Linked DNA regions of Anas platyrhynchos: region 2 is linked to region 1. Evidence: chromatin contacts called from public Hi-C data. All regions are on one chromosome and are shown on one strand. The core of a region is the stretch at or near the end of the contact, and the rest is flanking DNA. Distances in the headings are between cores, read along the strand shown. Region 1 holds the start of ACAD9 (acyl-CoA dehydrogenase family member 9). Region 2 overlaps IQSEC1 (IQ motif and Sec7 domain ArfGEF 1).

Region 1 (7,425 bases), core at 3,092-5,591:
CTGCCATTGGGCAAACACAGTTCTGAAGAGAACAACTCAGAAGACAAAGTTGTCTTCTTCAAAAGACAATATGACAATGCGAGGATCTTACTTTACATATTTCATATTAGGTATTAGTTTCAATCCCATTTTTAAAATGCATCAGAATAAGATTAGAATTTTCTTAAAAATGCCTTTGCAAGTTTAAGGGGTAATCTACTGAGTAACTCATGTCTTTGACCCCAATTTATACTATAATGTCCTTCAGGACATAAACTTTTTGTTCAGTACTGCACAAGAAGTTTTTATAGAAAAGCTGTACTTTGAATAAGTCGTCATTATACTTTGATACCTTTGTATGGTCAAACATTCCTATCTGTGAATGACAGTTGACAGCTTTGACAGATCAGTTCCATGTTTGAACCTGGTGTAATTTTAGAAATCATCAGCTAGTACTGCAAGTCCCATAAAACATCACGCTACTCTGCTGCATCCAGAAAACAAACAGAAAGGAAAATGCTATGCCGAGGGGAATGTACACCATCTAAATTTAGCTGTCTAACTTAGGTGCCTGAGCTAAGATTATCCATAGCTCCCTGAGGAGCCAGCTGACACCTGTCAGTGCCTGCATCTCTTTGTTCACCAGAGGGGAAGCCCGAGCTCCTGATGTGGACGTCCAAGCCAAATGACTACAGGCAGGATAGTATAGACACATTTTGCAAGACACAAAAGATACAGATAGTTATTCTTTTTGATCACTTACTCACCATATTCCTCTGGAATCTGCATGCCAAAGAGACCCAGGTCCCTCAATCCTTTTAAAGTTTCAGGCGGGATTTTTGCATCTTGATCAATCTTCTTGGAGTCCACTGCAGATACAGACGGTTTTACAATTTAAAAACCTTGTTTCTTAATGCAGAAAAAATCGCTGAGACTGCAGTGTTCTCAAATCAGAGCCCAGGTCACTGTGTCTCAGAGTGAGCAGCCCTGTGACCTCTAACCTAAATACCAGTTTGAGAGCCCAGAGCTGAAGAACTGAAATAACCTATTGATAAAGGGGCTGCTGGAGCATCGCACCTCCCCACCACTCTAATTACCCTGTAGTCTTACTAAAGCATCTTTAGTAAAAAGACACGGCGCCTGTTGCACCAGATACAGATGTACATCTCATCCCCAGTTTCACAAGAGTAGCTCTTTCTAGTGTTTGCTGTTGTTTCAACATCCCCTTGCAGTTGGAAGAGTCTCAATCCCTAAACGAGCTTCTGTAGGATTACAAGTACATCAGGTTGGTTGGGGCCCCAACCAGTCTGCCTCCCAGCAAGGTGAATTACCGACTTTCTGCACTCTGAACATGACCACTGAGGTAAGTCCTGAACACTCCACCCGAAGTCCCAACTCTGCTTCCAGAAAAAAAAAGCATTTCCAGAATGCCTCGTCCTTCAGGAGAGGGGTGCTGCAAATTAACCTGAGCCCATCACTTTTCACAATGGCTGTTTTTTAGTCTATTCGTTAAATGAGCTGAAGATGTTAAGAAAAAACTAATTTGCTATGGAATCTACACACAAGTGTCTCACCTCACGACACCATGAAAGTCAGAAACAACTGGAAGGTCCCAGGCATACAGATTGTAATGATATTGTGATGACAGATATGGGAAAAGGACTTGAAAATGGGAAAGATTTGATCATTACATCATTATCTCAAATGTTTCTATGTGCACAGCTTGTGGAGAGAATACGGCTGGTTCTGTTTGGTATTTCTAGGATTTTCTTCTGGAGCTTAAAGGATTAGGATTAAAAGAAGAACAAAAGTATGCAAACGGACTAATTACAAAAATCGTGTTCTTACGAGTTACTTAAATTCTTGAGGGATTACCAGAGCAGTTCTGTGTGGTGACAGCGAAAATATACAAGAATCATATTAGGCAGCCAGGGTAGGATGCAAGCTGCAGCAAAAGGACCATAAGCCATCTTTCCAAAAAGTTCTCAAAAAGAAGTAACTCTTCAGGAGCAATAGCACGTTGCTAAAGAAACTGACGTTCACCACAGTTAAATGATGCTGTCATGTCTGTATGAAATGCAACCGAGGGACGCAGCTAAGCATTCTGCTGCACTTCTGACTGAAGTTACTCAGAAAGAAAAGATATCTATAGAAAATATGTTTTTCCACACTAATTTTTTTTAGCTATACTGTTTAAGATACATATCTGTGGAATGTCACCAACTGTTTTGGGGAAGACAGGCTTTTTTTTTTTTTTTAATGATTTCTTCCTCTATTATGCCCATACAGACCTCTGTCTACAGTGTCTGCAGATCGTTAGGCTTTAGAATAACTGCTGAGATGAATCCCCTTATGCAATGCCAACCATATCAAGTTTGTAACTGGTTAGGGCTGCTCTCCTAACCTATTTTTATCCTGTACACATAAATTACCCTGAATAACTAAACAAAAATAGCAATGAAATCAAACAAATATGAGCAGTCCTCCCTTAAATATCATCTTTTTCACTCAATGAATCCTGTTCCCCCCCAAAATGTAATCTATATAAATTCTTAATTTACCATCAGTGAGCAATGCTACATTATTATTGTTAAAATTACCCATATCTCATAAACTGTCACCTGTGACAACCACTGGCTTCTTCATACTCCTGCAGTGTTTGGCAATCTTGACCTAGTAGCTTTGTCAGCAGGAGATCTGAGACAATACTGTTTAACTATCTCAGAAATTGCTGTTTGTAGAAAGCAATTTTCTACAACTGTTCTCGAATTGGCTCATCTATTGCAGCACTAATAGAAGAAACCCTGCAACCCTATCTGGAATGCATACAGCTAATATGAGTTTTCCCAGGCAGAGTCATTACTCTGTAGCTGAAAAATGATAATACTTCTGATTTTTCGTAGCTTCTCAAAGATCCTCCATTTATCTCTACAAAGCTTTGTTGAGAACAGGTTCACTACAGTACAAGTAAAAAGTTTCACAAAAGAAATACAATACAGTAAGTAGCAAATGGCGATAATATAACCAAGCTAAACAATTTCAAATCCCACCTCTTGGAATTCTTTCACTTCCCTTCTTGTTCTGTATTTGTTCATTTTCTTTTGTTTTCAAGATTTATTTATTCTCATCAGCATCCAAGCAGTCTATATGAAAAACCCATGAATCAACATGCCTATAGCATCACCACGCACTATGACTGGCTACAAACGCATAGAATGACTTAAATTATAACAATAACACACAATTATAACTGCTATGGTTGAATCATTTTGCAGTCACTGAATCACTTGCACAAATAAGAAACTAATAATTATACCTTCCTCAGTGAAGAATTTTTCTACAGGTCCTACAAACTGGTTGATCTCCTGTAGTTCTTCATTGCTAATTTCTGGATAAGGGAAAACTTCTTCCTAAAATAACAGACATTAAAAAAAAGCATGAATCATGCAACTGGAATTAAAGTCCAAGAACATACGCCTTCCAAATACTAGGTTCTAAAAACTGTGAAAATCTGGATTTGTGGGAAAGGTTCAAAAGTGTTACCTGATGAGATGTACAGGATTCAACTACACTACGCACCCAAACAAATTGGAAGCATTAGAGAGAAAATAAGGAGATTTTAAGGACTACATGGATGCAAAAATCCTTTATTAACCACGACTTTTGTCAATATAATCCCATTTCGGAATTAAAAACAACAGGTGACTCATTCACATCAGGATCGATTACAATTACGACACGTTCAAAGCCCAGGCCATGAACACGGCTCCTTGGCAGCGCGCTGCGGGTCCGTGCCGCCCGGCATCGCCCCGTGCCGCGAGCTCTTCGCGTTCCCGTCCCGTTTTGAGGAGCGGGGCGCACCCCGGCCTGGGCAGCGCCGGCCGCGTTCCCCCCAGGGGTCAGGCCGGGTGCCACCAGCAGGCCGGGCACCCGCCGCCTGCCTCCAGCACCGCTCCAGGGGGCAGAGGGCGCTGGGCGCAGCGGGGCCCGGGAGGCTGCGGCGCTGCCCCTGTCCCTGCGGGGCTGTTCGCCCCCCCTCCCCCGCCTCACCGGGCCCCGCGCGGCCCCGTCAGCCCCGGGCAGCGCGGGCCGGGCCGCGAGGGGATGGCGGCCGTTGGGCGGCCGTTGGGCGCGCGCCCCTCGCCCCTCACCTTGCTGAGCGCGCCCCGGAAGAGCTCCTTGGCGAAGGCGGCGCACGGCGCAGCGGTGCGAAGGGGGCGCGCGGCGGCGGGCACGCGCAGCGCGGAGCGCAGGGCGCGCAGCAGGAGCCCGCTCATGGCCGCTACCCCGCGGCCTCCCGCCCGCCGCGCCTCGGCACCAGCCCTGCCCGGCCCGGCCCGGCCCGGCAGCCTCCGCGGGGCCGCGCGAAGGGGCGGGGCGCTCGTGCGCAGCCCGTGGGGCGGGAGGGGCCCGGACGGGACACGGCCGGCAGCCGGCGGCCCCGCCCCGCCCCCCCCCCCCCGCTGCCACAGGGCGGCCGCCGTGACCGCGGTCACAGCCGCACGGCTGGGAACCGGCACCGGCACCGGCGGGGCAGGGGGTGAGGGGCCGCACCACTGCACCTCGTGTGCACCGGTGCATCCTCTGCCCTCAGCTTGCTTCCTGAAGAGACTTTCAAGTACTCAGAATTTGAGAAACTGACATTTAGAAATTGAACAAAAGAGCGAGTATTAAAGGCCCACACGAGACCAATGGAATTCACTTACTTGTGACTTGAAAAATGTAAAAACCTGAATGCCGTAATTCAAACAAATTGCCATTGCAGTTGCCTCCCAGATGCTCAGGAATAGCTCCGAGGGGGAGGGAAGGGGTAAGCATATATATAGTACAGACTATGTACCATATAGTCTATACTATATACACTATGCTATATAGTATATATATAGTATTTATATATATATATATATATTATATATATATCTAAATCTGTATGTAAGCACATAGTGAGGATCCTCAAACCCGAAGCATTCACAAGCAGATGAGCAATGTGCCGGAGCCCTGTGTGCCAGCAGCCCGGCTAGAGCTGGAGGTATCACCCAGGGATGATACCTCTCGCCGTGTGTCTGGCAAGAGGTAAGAAGCATTTCACGCTGTTGGTGAGTCAGCCACACGCTGTCAAGTCCAAACACATACAGCACTCTGAGGATACAAACAAAGCTTTACCAAGAAGGGTTTTCCTCTCCAGGCTCCTGACTTCCATTAATTGTAAATATTAATTGGAGAGAAGATGCAAGTCCCTAGTACTCATTTTGTTACAGCCTCTGAAAGCGTAATGTGACCCGTACCAACTACTTGTCTTTGTATGGAACATGGATACCTTATTTATGAGATGAGCTAGCCTTCGCTAGCCCTCTTGCTAAAGGGCTTCACAGCAATAGATAGGAGAGGCTACAGAAGTAGCTATTTCTGTATTTCCTGTAAATAGAAAGAGACCCTGCTTCTCTGTAAGATTACAAAACCTTCATGTTTTCATGGCTATGAATACAGGAGCGGCAACTACCAAAATCCTGAGCTTCTAGTCTCCGCATGTTAGGTTCTGGTTAAGTGAAATTGTCAAACTTCTTTCAGTACTGAAAGATGGAACAGCACGAGGCAATGTCTAGCCTTGTCAAAAAACAAACAAACAAACAAAAAAAAAGGTGGTGAACACCGAGATGGCTCCAGCACTATGCAATCAGGGTGGGGTGGTAACATGTTAGTGTCTCTATAGGGTGCTTATATCTGCAGTTCTTTTCTGGCATGGATAGTGAGAGAGAAAAGGCTCTGCTGCTGCTTAGCCTCCTGGCACACGGGGTTAAGGGAGCAGGCACCTTCTTACCTTACCTCACTGAGGGAACCTGTACCAGGCAAGCTGGCACCAGGGTGAAATGAAGTGTTGAAGAGAGAATGCTGCCACATTAGTGCCACAACCCACTTCTAGATAAAGGTGGTAGTAGCTAAGACATCCTTCAGCAGGTCAGGAGAGGAGGTTTGGGTACAGTGACATTCTCCCCACACTAAATATGGTAAGGATGCAAGTGCAAAAACTAATAACAAAGATGAGGCCAGCCTCTACTGAGACAAGTCAGACTGGTTCTGGCCAGTACTGCTGGAGGTGACCCAGCTACATTAAAGGAAGAATAAACAAAGAGCACACTAACAGACTGCTTGAAGAATATGATCCACAACATTGAAAACATATCTAGGCAGTTGGGAAACAACAGAAAAAAAGAAGCCTCATTGGGAAGTTCAAAAGAACTGAAACATCTGAGTGCTCTACCCTTTGCATTCATTTGCTAAGTATGAGAATGGGACTGTGATCATATCCTAGAAGAAATACCTGTAAAGAATTTTTTTCTTCCAATTGCTGAACAAATCACGGCGGATGACAGCAGATCCACAGCATGAAACTAGAAGCCCTATCACTTGCAGACAGAGAATCCTTTTTGTTTCCGTACTGAGAAATCAAGTCCACATCAGTATTGTATCACACCGTTTTATTTTGTCCCATTCCTGCAATTCTTGCTAACACTCTGTGTACACACAATTGAAAGTGCCCTCCTGGCAGCTGCAGTTCTCTGCAACTCTCCATTAGACTAAATTCCATTATTCTGACTTACAAACATCTTCAAACTGCATTGAACTGCACAATATGCTGCTAAAACTCCTTTCCCCCCCTTCTGATTTAGCAATGTGCCCAACATACTTCTCCTGCTTTTGTTTAAAACTCACCTCTGCTGTCTCTGCCACTCAGCCATTCATCCACATGTTCATATAATTTCAGCTTCCTTTGAAACTGCTAGACCACTCTTCAGTATCACTACCTTCCTGGAACAGATAGCCACTCAGCTCTCCAGAACTCATGTTTTGTAAACAACATGATTGCCACAGTGATGTCCATTTCAGTCTATTCCACACAGAATTGCTTTCTTGAGAAGGAATTAACACAACAGATATACAGATCAGTAAATGAGTATCATGAAATTGCCTTACAATTTTATTTTCCTTTTTACTCTACCTTATTTTTCACTAACTACTTAAAAACTGGTATTAGATAATATAGTACTTAGGTACTTGAGAGGTGGATAATTTACTTACTGAAAAAGTGCCACTGTAGGCCTAAATTGCTTTACAAAAATATTTGTCAATCTTTGCAGTCCTGCCAGGAAAATAGATACAATTCTCTTAGTAGCCACTCCTCTCTTTATAAAATTATTGTTTTCTCCTTTTCAGTCAGACAGTAGGAAAGTTTTTGCACTTGAAATTCATAATTGTCTTCCTTTTGGGGTGGGCATGTGATGATGTACTCATTGCATCATCTCTCCTGTCTCTGAATATTTTAAAGAAAGTTGGCTTACAAATTAAATCTTGGGAAAGGTGAGAGCAGAAACCAGTATTTCCACTTTGGTTCCCAGTCACATGCTGTGGAAGTAATGCAAGTAATGAAATACAGATGTTAACACTGTC
Region 2 (7,425 bases), core at 1,449-3,948, 88 kb after region 1:
TAAAGGCCGGACTCTGTACTGCGAATAGAAGGTGACTGCAATTTACAGCTCTGTGGACACCCTTACACGTCTAATAGTCCTTTGTCTCCACACAACATGTGCAAGAGGCTCCTTCCTTTTTCTCACTCAAAGTGCCAAGTCCTCTGGTGAATCCAGAGCTCCCACAGCTGTGCAGGGACGGGAAGGTGAGCTCCGGCAACACGAAGTCACAGCCCCAGGATTGTGCTGGCTCTGTGTGTGGTGCCACTGCTGAGAGAGGCTGGCAGGCGGTGGGTTTGTGCGGCTCGGGGATGGGGAGCTCAGGATGTAAGGAATATGTACTGGTGCTCCACCACCACAGACCTCACAGAGAGACAGCTGAAGTGCTCCGTTTCCTGGCTGTTATTTAGTCATAGTAAATGACTAAAGTAATTCTCCTTTACTGGAGAAACAGTGCACATTTACGGTCAGATTAAGCCAGCACTACCACCGAAAGAAGTGGTTTGCCTCCCCTTGGGCTCCAGTTCTCACCTCTGCACCTTCCTCACCCCCTTGCAGCCACATTTTCATGTGTGGGTGTACTACAGGACATGAGCACATTTAAAACAAAGCTGTTTCCTGCAGGTGAATTTTGGATGTTTCAACTTGTATAGGGCAGTTGCACATCGAGTAGCTGTTAGTATCAATAAGACCCACATAAGGTGCAAACTTTCATTATTTTCCTTACCTCCAGGTATTATCACCAAGTGAGACTACAGTGGAAACATTATTATGACCTGGGACATTTTAGTATTACTAACTACCACTGCAAAAAAGGCCGTAAGAGAACCCACAGACACAGGGTGACACCAAGCCCCATACACAGCCTAGGCAGGAGTTAGTAAACTTGTCACTGATTGAAATGTCTTTAAATGAGGCTGGACAAAACCAGAACATCAAGATGATTCCTACAATCCAGGTAGCTAATACACAGCATATTAATGCCCTTAAAGCACCTTGTGGATACCAAGATATCCTTTATAAATATACAGTACAAGAAGGTTCCCCGCAGCTTTCTGCTCTTTCCACATTCATTTTATGGCAGCAATAATGTGCTCTCTGTGAAAAGCATTTATTTGGACAGCCGAGATTAACAACGCTTAGTTATGCTTCACGTCATCAACATCATCTCAAAAGCTCTCAATCCCCAAGAAAAGCATAATTTTGTTTGCTTAGAATTGAATGTTGGTTTTTTGTTTGTTTGTCTGAATGATTTGCAATTTCAGTAAGACGAGTGAACTTGTGCGTGCCCATTGCATTTTGTACCTACACTGAAGTAGAAAAATACAGGACCACTTTTAACATGGCTTTATGATTTTTTTTCTAATTCTGAGAAACACAGAATTGTGTTGCATTGAAAAAAAAAAAAAGTAGAAGAGTTGAAAACCTCAGAAATACTGTCTGAAGGTTTACAAAAGTAAGTACTAGTCAGTGTTAAAAAGTAAATACCTGGATGTTGTTAATTTTGTTGTTAATAAATGTTCCGTATGAGAGTGCCTTTCTATACCAGCATTAATGACATCTGACTCAGTATAATGTGCTATATTGAGAAATCATGTGTACAGCACACACCATGTAGAAGCACATATTTTCCATGCCTTGTCTTTCTGTAAGTAACACTCTAAATACAGAGTTTTTTCTACTTGAAGTTCAGATTGTGTTACAGTTGATTATTTTGCTAGCAACCACTAACTTCAAACAGTATCTACAATGACAAGCATCACTGAAATGTCCCACATATAGATGCATTATTTATATACAGAGAACACATATATAAACATTTTATATATTAATATACATATAAGCATGCAATATAAACATAAGATTGTATACGATATAAATATATATTAGTTATGTTCTCTATATAAAACATGTTTTGTATACATAGCAGTTGAACAAAAATCCAATTTTAATGTAAAGAAAATGTTTTTTTTTTTACTGACTGCTTATTTAAACAACTGATTAAGAAGAAGGTTAAAGAGGAAGGTCTTATTACTCCCCTAATGTTATATTTAAAAGTATTTCAGTAAAATATTTTCCAGGCTTCAGCATTAGTGCACCACTGAGTAATACACATATTTTTTTTTGTTTTTTTTTTAACTCAGGAAGTGTATGTACCTACTTTTAAATGTGTCACCATGGAAATGCACTGTGTCACTCAGAAGGCTAAATTAAAATGCAGAAATATTTACAGACATGCCACTTCTCAGCAGTTGCACATTCTTAGGCTCACAGCCTGATCCTGCAAACTGCTCTGTGCAGGCCCTATGGAGCCCCTTCACACAAAGCTCACCGAAGGTCTGACGTTTACAGTTTTATTTAGGATGCAGCAAAGGGTGATGATCACTAAGGAAAAACAAAACAAAACAAAAAACCCACATTCACTAACAATGCTTGCACAGCAAAATAAGTTACTCTACTAAGGTCACCCTACCTATATATATATATATATAAATAAATAAATATATACACAGACATGTATATACACACATGTACACACACACACACCCTAGGAAACAGCTGTTGCAGTGACAATACCACTGTGTGTGGTAACAAAGTACGAACCTCCACTAATTGACTCAAGTCGCTGAACTCGATGGAGTAGCCATAAAAACTGTTCTGCGGGACAGCTGCAAGAAGGGGAGTGGAGGAAGCAGCGTTCAGGCCGAGCGTAAATTGTGCAAACAAATATTGACTCTTCCCATGGCAACCTTTACAGCTGTACTTCGAATGCTATTTTGAGCCAGATGTAAATAAGCAAAAATAGAGGCGGAGCCAATAAACACACACCTCCAAAGTGAGACATTCCATACTAATGCAGAATAAATAGCCTAAGAAATGATGTTACAACAGGAGTGCTTCTGTTCTGCAGTTTCCTGCACCTGAGCCAGAGAGTAGCACAGGACATTATGCTGTCCTCCCTATGGGATTTGGGTGAACTCTGAGAAAAAAAAAAAAAAAAAAAAAAAAAGGCTGGGTGACTCCGGTCACTTCTACAGGAAGGTGGGCATGGCACCAGTGCCCTGAGCACACGTGTGCCTGTTCTGCCCAAGCTCTGAGCAAAGCAGAGCTGCACAATGGAGTTGAGACGTCTGCTTTTGCTTGCAGCCCCAACAGCTGCCCTGGGCAGCTTCCAGCCCTGAGCTCTACCAAAAAATCCACCTGCTATGCATCTTTCTGACCTGGAAACGAAGACGCAGTGTGTCAGAGCAGGACAGTGTTGCATTACCTTTCCAGGCCTTATTAAAGACTAGAAAAGAAGTGATCGGAAAATACCAAACTGCAATTATGCTGCTGGATTTTACATGCAGTGCATCAGGGATTTAGAGGCGGGTTATGTATTACTACAGAGTGATAAATTCAATCATAAAGAGAGTAAAATATTTGTTCCATCCTGTTCTCTCACAGATTTCTCCTTAAATACTCTCCTTTAGCTTGCCATGCTGAGCGTGCCTGTATAGATCACAGACACACAGCTCCAAACATGTTTCTGAAAACATACTTCCAAACTACCTTGTTTCTAACACTGACCTATACTGGTATGCTAAGAAAACACAGGGACCAGGAAAATCCCTCTTTGAAACCCTTCAGTGCAAACCACTCCTCCTCTCGAAGGTACCAGGCCATTCCTCCCTCAGCTGCCGTGCAGCCAGCCCCCGTGGGATACCACAGTGAGAGCAGCCCCACGTGTCCCTGCCCTCAGACCACCAGCAATGTACAGAAAGCAGCCCCTGGACACAGGCCTCTGTTTAAAAAGCTCCTACCAGATTTGCCTGAACCTTCTGCAAGGCAAGATTAGCAAAATACCAGCAGAAGAAACAATTTGCATATGACAATGCACATGCACATTTAGTCACCGATGAGCAGGATCTGTTTTGTTTCCTTCTCGCCACGCGTAGCTCCTGAAGTTTGCCTTGCACAGGGCTGTGCTTTGGCACAGCTGCACACCGACTGCAGAGGTAGCAGTGAGATATCAGGATGCTAAGTGCTCATCTTCTCAAATTACTACTTACTACAATCCTTGTTTTGAATTTAAAAAATAAAAAAAAATAAAAGAGAGAGTCCCAAAAGAACGACTACCCAAGACAAACCAGCAGCACAGCTCCGTGAATGGCACACGCCAGCCAGGGCTGGCTGACCAGAAGCCTCCCCTGCTAGCAGCTCTCCTCCTGTCTCGAGAAACATTCCTGCAGAACTCCTGCTGCCACTTGCCCCACAAGTATTAAGAGACCTATACTGTAAGCAAAAGCATATCTTAAATCACTGCCTTCAAAAGGCAACACAGCAAAGGGAATCAGGTTTTTGCTGCCCATGACAAAGGGAGTACTCCACAGTACAATCCATTCCTGAAGGCACTTGTAACTTTTAATTGACTTCTTGCTCTGTCACAGAAAATATTTAATAAATTAAGTCTCATCTAAATCAGACAAAAAGAAAATGAAAAGCAATTTACTAATTAATTACACGGTGCAGTTATCGATTATGCTAATTAATTATATGGTAGAGTCAACAGTTGGTACACACAAAGAATATCAAATGCAGCCAGTTGATTTATGATAAAAAACCCACCCCCAGGTGTCTCAGGAAAAGCTGCTAAACAATCCAGAGGTTAGAAACAGGACATCATTTCAATGTAAATTCAATTTTTGCCACTGTAAGTATGGAAAATCTCCTTTTTTCCTCTACTGCATGTGCCCAGGCTAGGAACTGCAGTACCTTGGCAAATAAACATAACCCTGAAGCAATGAAAGACAGAATGAGGAAGCTGTTGTAAATGGATGATTTTTGGCATTTGCCATAAGATTATTCAGTGAATAGTTTATATCAATGTTAGCTACCTTCATTAATAACAATGAAGAATGCCCTGGACTTGAAGGGACTCTGCAATTCCTCCTCCTCAGCCCAACACACGTATGTGACTGCGTATGTTGCAACGTTTACTCTTGGTGGAAACCTGCGAGCAGGTGATACAACACCCACTGTGGCCGTTGTGCAAAACCTCGCAGCCACTCCTGGTTCTCCAGCAGTGTTTGAGCACATCACCTAGCAGCAACGTACAGTGACCACACCTCTGAAATCCACCTCTATGATCCCAAAGGGACATTGATAACACTCAGTACTGTCAAAACACCCCAGTATGTTCACTAAGAGCAGACTACTGCTTTGGGCCTCAAGTCCAACATAAAAGCAGCCTACTGAGCTGGCAGTCTGACTTCTGACATGCTCTTTAAATAACTGATGGAGTACACAAGTGTAATACAATGCAAGTGGCCACTTTTACCTGTGGGTAGTCTGGTAACCTCATGTTATTTCTGTACATCCGTAACGCTGCAGTTATTCCTGTTTATCACCCTACCAAAAAGAATGAAAGAATCGGAGGACAAGCGCTTATTTATTTAGTTATCAACTAAAAAAAATGGTACTTAAGCCTAGGAACAGACTTCTGTCTTCCTAGAGAAAGAAGAAAAATGAATTATGTAGTTCAAAAAAGACAGGTGCGAAGCCTTTTGCATTTATTTGATTGCATTACCAGCTTGGATATTATGCCATCTCTTGTTTAAAGTATGAACTGCAAACTAATCGAAATGTGAAGCATTGCTCAACCAGTTTAAAATCATCTTTAGAAATTCAGTCATACTTGAGTTAAAGTAATGACATTTTTCTTCCTACAGGAAAAGAAAAAAAATATCAGAATTTATCTTGCTACTCTGTATTATTTTAATAACTTTTCTTCACTAACAACAAAATCCATGTTTTTATGTCAATAGTTATGAGAAACTTTTCAAAAATAATTGCAAAGGTATTTTAATGCATCTAAACTGTATCAGTCTCTTCCTTGTACAATCATTTCAATATTTTCTCTTCCAAATCACTTAGCAGTCTTTTGTTAACCACCACAATGAGTTTCAAGAAATAACAATTTTCAGATGTATGACAAATCTTTAACTTTAAACCATCAGAAAAGATGCGCGTTATTTATATGATTCTCTTTCTTCACATTGGAAATAACAATGTATTTCCCTGGGCCAGATATAAATGAGGTCATTCATTTTGCATTGAACTTGCCTATGAAGTCAGCAGAGCCTATCCTAGTATGTAGTTAGTGGTGTTTCCTTACACTTACTTCATATTAAACGTCTACTTTCAAGCATATTCTGGCCATTAAGACTGAAAGTTACTTTCAGCAACTCATACTTTAGCACAAAGGTGTATGCTGTTTTTTTTTGTTGTTGTTGTTGATCAAATTAGCTTTCAGTAACAGTGAAGACTTCAAAAGCATCAATTTTTTTTTTTCTGTTGTCTTAAGACCTCTCCTGTGAGCCAGAAGGAATGAAATAATCAAACAATCCAAGCTGGAGCTATTTCAAGTGGATTCTTTCTGAAACCCACAGGAGAAAAAAAAAAAAAAAAAAAAAAAGCATTCTGAAGAATGAAGAATGTGAGGATGTGGAAAGAGTATGAGGGACAACCTAAAACTCTCAGATTTTACCCTGAAATTGATTTTAAGTGTCCAATGGCATCTGCAAAGTCTTTCCCAAAACAGAGAAACCTGAGAAGATGACATTGCTCATTTTGACACAAGCTCCTGGCTAACATTATGTTGAGCCAGGGGATGAAATCACCAAGACTCCCCAACCTCATCAGAGATTTAAGTTTAAGGGAAACAAATGGTTCTTGGGTAGCCATTTCTCAAAGCTGCCAGCATCTTTCATTGATACAGCATTGAGATGTTTTATATACAAAATGTATTTAAGTCTGAGGAAAGCATTCAAATGGTGATATGCACTGCTATTTGTGCATCTCACTTGCTGTGCTTCATAGCGTTAGGATTGCAGAACGGAAGTTGCAGCTTGCAACAGCTGAAAGGACCAAGTGCCACTGGCATTAAAGAAAGGGGAAGCCTTCCACACTGTGACGTTCATTGCTACTTAAGATCCCTTCAGGCTGCACTGCCAACCAGCTGGAACTTGCCTAAGATATTACCTTAAGAGCTCAGACAAAATACTGCCCATTTCACAGATCTCGGTTTACCCTCCCTTTAATACGAACAAGTATACGTAAAGCAAAGAACCCCCAAATACTTAAGATAAAAGGCGCATTACAAGCACTCACCACAACAGCATTCCATGCAGAACCCAGCACTTAATGCCATTGCTGCTCTGTCTGGATGATCAGAAATAAGATTTCTCTTCCAAATGGTAATGATGCTACAAGTCTCACTTCTGTTTACAGCCACAGAACATACATGCTAATAAGAAAAAAGACTCTCATTGTTGCTCCCAAATTTGCAAATGTTATGTGCTGTGAAGCGTGATACACAACCCAGGCTCAGTATTTCCTTCTTTTCCTCCACCACCAAAGCACAAGCTGAACAGCCTGCTCACAAATTACTTTCTCCTTGTAAGT

The links. Hi-C and Micro-C count contacts between places; a contact is called where the count stands out from the background.
Region 2: a Hi-C map of skeletal muscle shows a contact between it and region 1, with 2.0 times the contacts expected there. The contact joins the enhancer-like site here to the promoter of ACAD9 in region 1. A contact is called at or near these places in 3 of 8 Hi-C or Micro-C datasets (liver, skeletal muscle and subcutaneous adipose tissue).

The regions. Positions count from the first base shown.
Region 1 is chr13:18,500,900-18,508,324 of IASCAAS_PekinDuck_T2T, forward strand. ACAD9 (acyl-CoA dehydrogenase family member 9) reads right to left here and starts at 4,342. Exons shown (of 18, transcript XM_027467610.3): 1 at 4,131-4,342; 2 at 3,296-3,389; 3 at 747-848. The coding sequence starts at 4,256.
Region 2 is chr13:18,590,048-18,597,472 of IASCAAS_PekinDuck_T2T, forward strand. All of the region lies in intron 4 of IQSEC1 (IQ motif and Sec7 domain ArfGEF 1), which reads right to left. Among named protein-coding and RNA genes, the nearest start is that of ACAD9, 89 kb to the left of the region's middle. Within about 2 kb of position 2,699, at least 1 of the 8 cell types and tissues checked has an H3K27ac peak or open chromatin away from gene starts, as enhancers often do. A contact at or near this core is called in subcutaneous adipose tissue, where this site is marked.